Linked DNA regions of Gossypium hirsutum: region 2 is linked to region 1. Evidence: chromatin contacts called from public Hi-C data. All regions are on one chromosome and are shown on one strand. The core of a region is the stretch at or near the end of the contact, and the rest is flanking DNA. Distances in the headings are between cores, read along the strand shown. Region 1 has its middle 59 kb from the start of LOC107948870. Region 2 holds the start of LOC107930147 (protein OCTOPUS).

Region 1 (3,256 bases), core at 677-3,176:
TAGTGGCTTTTAATTTATGATCATTTATCATAGATTACGATATATGCTGCAATTTTCTTTAATCAATTTATTTTTTTAAATAACAATTCAATAATATACATTCAACTTATGCATCATCACATCAGAATACAAACTAATTAGTAATTATTGAATTTGTAAATTTTTTTGATGAATTAGTGTCATAAATTAGTAGAACAACAACTTAGAAAATTACTTAAAAACGATTTTAAAAAATAATAAATTATATTATAATGTTATTTTTATCTTTTTAATATTTTTATATAAAACCTTTAGATAAAATAATTAAAAATAATATCAAACCCGAAATTAATGAAATATTATATATAAAATCTTCACAACTCTACCTATATTCGAATTGATAATAAATCTTTTATAAATATATATATTTTTATAAAATCTTCAACACCTCATTTATTTAAATTTTATTTATATTAATATTAAATAAAATAAAATCAATACCTCCCCCACCCGCATTCCTCTCCCCCTTTGCATCTTCTCCCTCCCACTGTCCCCCCTCCCTCTCTCTACATCTTCTCAAGTTTTTATTCCTCTATTTGGAACTCTAGAAAAGTAGACCGAGAAAAGGACTGACCAGGAATCAAAGAGAAAATGGAATTTTCTCAGGCTTTTTGTGTGGCTTCTTATTTAATAAATTCCGATCCAACTCCCAGAATATTATGTAAAAAGTATAGCAATAAAAACAATACTTCAGAGGAAAAAAACAGAGGGGAGGGGGAAGGGGACTTTGAAAGGGAGAAGATGGAAAGGGGGAGAGGGGAGGAATATTTTTATTTAACATTAATATAAATATTATTATAAGTTTTTTAATTAATTAGATTTTAATGTCGTGGTAACGTGGTGCTTCTCGATTGGTTTTAACTCTTTTTAATGGATGTAATATTAAGAACTAATATTGGTTATAGAAAAAAAGTTAAGATATCTAATTCGACCAAAAAAAATTAATTTAAGAGCCTTTAATTCAATTAAACATAATTATTTTCATCCTATTTGAATATGACATATCTAATATATCAATTATGCTTTTTAAATTTTGAATTTAGGTTTGAAATGTTCCAAGTCTTTGTATTTTACTACGTTTAAACTTTAATTATACTTTTATTTTCAAAAAAATTAGTTTATTAATTTTTTAAAATTAAAAATTTAAATTTAATTGTTAATACATTTAAAATTATTTTTAATTTTGTTGGTATACAAGGGTAAAACCAGAAACTTTTTTAGGGGCCGAAGCTAAATTATAATTTTTATAATAGTAAAAATATAATTTCATTATTTTAATAGTTTATATATTTATAATTTTTAAAGGATCAAATCAATTTTTTATCATTTTTAATGAGGTCAAAATATAATTTTATTTTTATTAATTTAAAATTTAAAAACTTTTAAAAAGTCTAAATAGAAGTTTTTTTGCATTTTAGGGAGGCTGGGACCTTGCCAATCCCTTAACTACACCCTTATTAATATGGTAACATTTAACACTATGAAAAAAAATTATCGAGTTAATAGAATAACTAAATTCTTTAAAAAAATCTAAAATATATATTTCAAAATTACAACTTAACCTTAAATTTATATGGACGGGAGAGTGAGAGCGATTGTGGGGGCCTGTGGCGAACTTATAAGCGAGAGTATTTTCTTTCTAAATCAAATGAGGAATAAAGGGATCATCCGTTGTCCCCTCCACCTTTACTTTCCCTTTTTTTATTCCAATGAATAGATAGATGTATCATAGATAGAATTATTTAAGGCTTTGTCTTTCTTGAGTTTTGTTTGTATCGGTTGATTATCTAGACATTATATATACAATTTAAAAAGTGGATGTGTAAATGTATGCAAGGTCTGTGGGAAAAACACACAGATTTGGGACAAAAATTCCAATTGTGTAGGCAGTGGTCCAGGCTTCCATCATCCCAAATTCCCTATCCTTGCTCCACTATGGGAACATTCACCCATTGTTTTCAAATTTTGCTTTTCATCAATATCCATCTGGTATTGTGCCAATTTTCAGTCCTCCAACTTATTTGATCAGTCCCCACCAAAGCTCTTACATGCCCAGTATTGGATTTTCTTATTTGAACTACAAAATTAAATAATATATATTTTATATGAAGTTTTTAAATATATTTAAAGAAATTTACTTAATATCATATTAAAAATTAAATATATTTTTTTTAAATAAAACCTTTAGTTGAAAAAACACAACAATCCACTATAAGCGATGTCTGTTTTCTCTCCAATCAATCATATATATGTATGTATGTGGATAAATTATCAAATTATCCAAATTTTGTCTGAAATGAAGATTCTAGTCTTGATTTGGTAGTATCAGCAATTACAATTTAGGCAAACAGTTTAAGGGAGTAATGATTAAACTTTTTTTTGTTGGCACCTCGAATATCATAATTCAAACTTTATTGCTCAATTTGTAGTTTACATGTGCAAGTTTGTTCAAAAATAAAGTTGCAAAGCATGAGATTATTGACATTCGCTTCACCATATATATTGTAACTTCGGAGAGTCATTTATTTAAAATTGTAATTTAGTTCGGTTAATTTATAAAATAATTTTAAGAATTGGGGTCCACCATGTTTAAGGAAAAAAAATATGCATGAGAATTACTGATCTTGATAAGTAAACTGTAAACACAAAGATTACATGTAAAATTAGCTTCTAAAGTAGGTCCTTTTTTAAATAAAAGTATTTAAATTATCAGTTATTTTTACTCCAAATATTTTTTTTCTGAGTGTAGTATTATAATTTTTAATTTTTTTTGTATAATACCTAAAACTATCTAAAATTCCTTCTCAATTTTTAATAAGAGAATAATTTATTTCAGTGCACTCGAACTCATATTCTTTTGTATAAGCAATAATATCGATGTCAGCTCAATTGATATGCTGATGTATTTTATTTAATGTGATATTCTTGAAAAATAAAATGAAACAAAATTGATAATTTGAAAAAAGAATTTAGGTAGATATAAGCGTAGACACAAAGCTAAAGTTAAGCTGCATGGTCTTCTCTTGTGTCCATGGAGTCGGAGGCCAAACGTATTAGAGGGGTTCACATCTGAAAAAAAATAAACAGTATTTACGTGGTGAAAGCTGATGACATGGAAAGCAGGTGAGGCTACTTTTCAGGCATGCAAACAAAGATTAGGAGTTTTAAGAGCTTTTGGATTGGGGGGGCAATTTTTTAAGTTTATTTTGCTGTTGTT
Region 2 (3,326 bases), core at 150-2,649, 100 kb before region 1:
TCGGGTCCTCCACAGGGATCTGAGTATCAGACCTCATAACATGATGAACTGGAGCATCTTCCGCAACGGAAACCATTGTGGGCATTCTTGGGAACATTCTCCCCATCAGATATCCATCGCAGGAAGCTCTTGGTTCATCAAAAGAATATCTGGGATCATCACATGACATTCTTGCTGCATCAAAAGACATCCTTGGTGCATCAAATGACATCCTCCCAGCATCAAGGGAAAACCTTGGGTCTGTATCACAAGACCTTCTCCCGAACCCATAATCCGCAATTTCTGACTGGGTTTCTCTGTATTGTCTCCCTATGGGCTTCTCCACTGGCAATCTCGCTGACCCACATCCATTTCCCCTCTTTTTAAGTTTTTGTTTTTGCCTCCATTTTTGTAATTTCTTGCTGAAGACTGAAGCAGCTGACCAGAAACTCCCAGCAATCTCTTTGAGATCTCGTCCAGAAGCGTTCTTTGTTTGCGAATCAAGATCTATATGATCCTTCATGGGCTTCAGCTGCTCTTCTTGGCACAGTTCCTTTTCGTATTCTTCCACAATTTCTTCAACTTTCTCTTCTATCAAATTCGTAGCAGAAGCAGCCACATTGGGCGGTTGTTCTTCTACGATCACTATGTCGTCATTGTGATCGGTTTCACTCTCAGTTTGGTCTTCTTCTTTGCTTTCAAAAACAGGACCTTGACCAACAGTCGAAGAAGCCAAATTTCGAGCTTCAGCTTCAGCAACTTCAGAAGACCTCCCGTTTGCAGTTGCTTCTTGATGAAAGAGTGACCAAAGGGTGTTTCGAGCCCTAACGTCACAAGATTTCCTCTGGGGCTCAAAAACACCAGAGAAACCCTCGTTTTTCGAGGCCGAAAAGGACTTTGTTCGCCGGAGCTCGGGAAAAAACCCGGACTGTGTACCACCTCCTCCGGAAGGCTTGAAAATGGCTTTAAGTGCAGCGGTGGCGGTTGAAGTACTGGCGGCGATGGGAGGTTTCCGAGAAGAAGAAGAAGCAGAAGAAGACGAAGGCTCGAGAACAGCGAGACGTTCGTAGAGGCATGAGGGGCAAAAGCCAGTAAAATGCTCTTGAGGATGGCGGTCACAGGAGGTAGAAGGACGGTGAGGCTGAGGCGGTTGTGGCGGCGGTGCTAACCCAGGAACTGGTGGCTCCACGTTGGGATTCATAACCGGTAGTGGCATGAGAGGAGCGCTCTGCTCATATTAGTAGCTTCAGTCAGAGAAAATTAATAAATTATAAAATTATAAAATAAAAAAATAAAATGTAAGAGAAATTAGTTTTTGTTTAATTTGGTTTTCCCCTTTCCCTCTGGGATTGGGCCTTTCAATACTGTTTAGCTCCAAAAGACAGTGACAAGAAAGAAAGAGAAAACAGAATGATGGTAGTAACTGGAAAAAAAAATTAGAAAATAAAGATAAATAGTAAAAAGAAGAAGACATAAATAAATAAATAAATAATAGAAAATCTCGGCGAGTGACCCATGACACGTATACTTTAGTTAGGGTTTTCCACTTAAATATTGTAAAATATTTAATTAAAAGGGATAAAACAATTTTTAGTCCCTAAATTTAACTATTCTTACAACTTGGTCCTTAAACTATTTTTGGTCCACATTAGTCCCAGAACTTGGTAACTTTTTTTCAATTTGATCCCAAGGTGTGATGACATGACACTCTTAGATTGTACTATATCATCACTTGAAAATTTTAAATATATATAATTAAAAAATAAAAAAATCCAAGTAGCGACGTGGAATAATCTCAAAGTGTCACGTTGACATACCTTACTTGAATCCAACTTTAGGGACCAAATTGGGAAATTTGCCAAGTTAAAAACTAATGTGGACCAAAATAAATTTATGGATTAAGGTGAGAAAAGTTGCTAAGTTTAATGACTAAATGTTGCCTTATCCCTAATTAAATCTTAAAATAGGTTTCTTCAAAAGTTAATTCTCAAAATGTGTTTTTAGGGTTTGAGTTTTGTAATATGTAATGTGCCATCAAACTTTTTGCATCCCATTAGAATCAAGACAATCATTATGAAATGATTAAAAAAGTACCTATAGATATGAAGTTCACCATAAATTATTTAAGTTTTAAACTATAATAATATAATGTAATTTTGTAAGGATATGGATAACACTTAAATAGAACTTGACATCCGTAGGTGTCAAGGTCTTCATGGCTTTTTTAAATATGTAAATAGTAATCTATATCCGATTATTTGAAAAGAGAAACGAAACTTTGAATACACCTCACCACCTCTTTAAAAAACTTCTAAATGAACCTAACCTTAAAATCTATAAATATTCCATCCAACTCATTAGTTTTTTTAGAAAACCCAAAATATTCGTTTTATACATTTTATACTATGATACATACTTAAGATTTTCTAAATAGATGTTTTCAATCATAAAATGATATGTCACTCAAAATTTTACAATAATGGAGGATTCTCTAATGGTTTATTGTCATAGTAATATGGGAGTAAATCCACTTGATAGTAGAATCATTCATCACCTAATAGCCATTGATTTCAATAATGATAGCCTTGGAAAGTTATGTCCATTTCGACATTCATCTCTCTCTGATTGACTAATGGAGACCCGAGACTCATACATTTTATCTCTTATACAAAAAGTAACAATAACGTTAGAAGATGTGACATTACTAACCATAAGTCTGATTTCTTTAGACTTTGAGTTAAGGTCACATGGTAAAATAGTTGATTTAAGCATCTCCCAATGAATCCAGCACTTGAAGATATTGAACATCATGCTAGAACTTACATTTTTCACTTGATTAGAGATGTGCTGATGTCAGAATAATCTGACAACTTAGTTTATACCATATATCTCCCATTATTATATAATTTTAGAATGACGAATACGTACAGTTGAGGGTCTGTTGTTTTGACATGCCTATATAGAAGGCATTATGTAATGCATGTAAAGTGGGGAACAATAAAGAAACTAGCTCCTTTATGATTTTATAATCATGAGAGATGTCAAATATCATGGATTGCGCGTCTATGCCTTTTCAAAATCTTAGTGTCTCTCTTGTTAGAACATAAAATTCGCGACATATGTTATAAATTAATTATATTCTAAATGATTAAGTACTATCATTTCATATTTTAATAGGTGGCCTAAGTATCATGACCATACAACTTACTAGAAGAACAATATTGTAGCAATACGATTATCTATTGATATTGAATCAAATATTTTAGTAATATATGTGTTATAATAATATTTATTTACTATAATCAATATTACCTTATAATTGAATTTAAATGCATCACTTTTATTAG

What was found. A called contact is a pair of places that touch in the nucleus more often than the background predicts.
Region 2: a contact with region 1 is called in a Hi-C map of leaf, with 2.5 times the contacts expected there. The contact joins the promoter of LOC107930147 here to the enhancer-like site in region 1. A contact is called at or near these places in 16 of 34 Hi-C or Micro-C datasets (anther, cotyledon, fibers and 4 more).

The regions. Positions count from the first base shown.
Region 1 is chrA04:75,667,486-75,670,741 of Gossypium_hirsutum_v2.1, reverse strand. No RefSeq gene overlaps it. Among protein-coding and RNA genes, the nearest start is that of LOC107948870, 59 kb to the right of the region's middle. Within about 2 kb of position 1,926, at least 2 of the 9 cell types and tissues checked have an H3K27ac peak or open chromatin away from gene starts, as enhancers often do. A contact at or near this core is called in hypocotyl and leaf, where this site is marked.
Region 2 is chrA04:75,767,720-75,771,045 of Gossypium_hirsutum_v2.1, reverse strand. It overlaps LOC107930147 (protein OCTOPUS), which reads right to left and starts at 1,399. Exons shown (of 1, transcript XM_016861720.2): 1 at 1-1,399. The coding sequence starts at 1,195.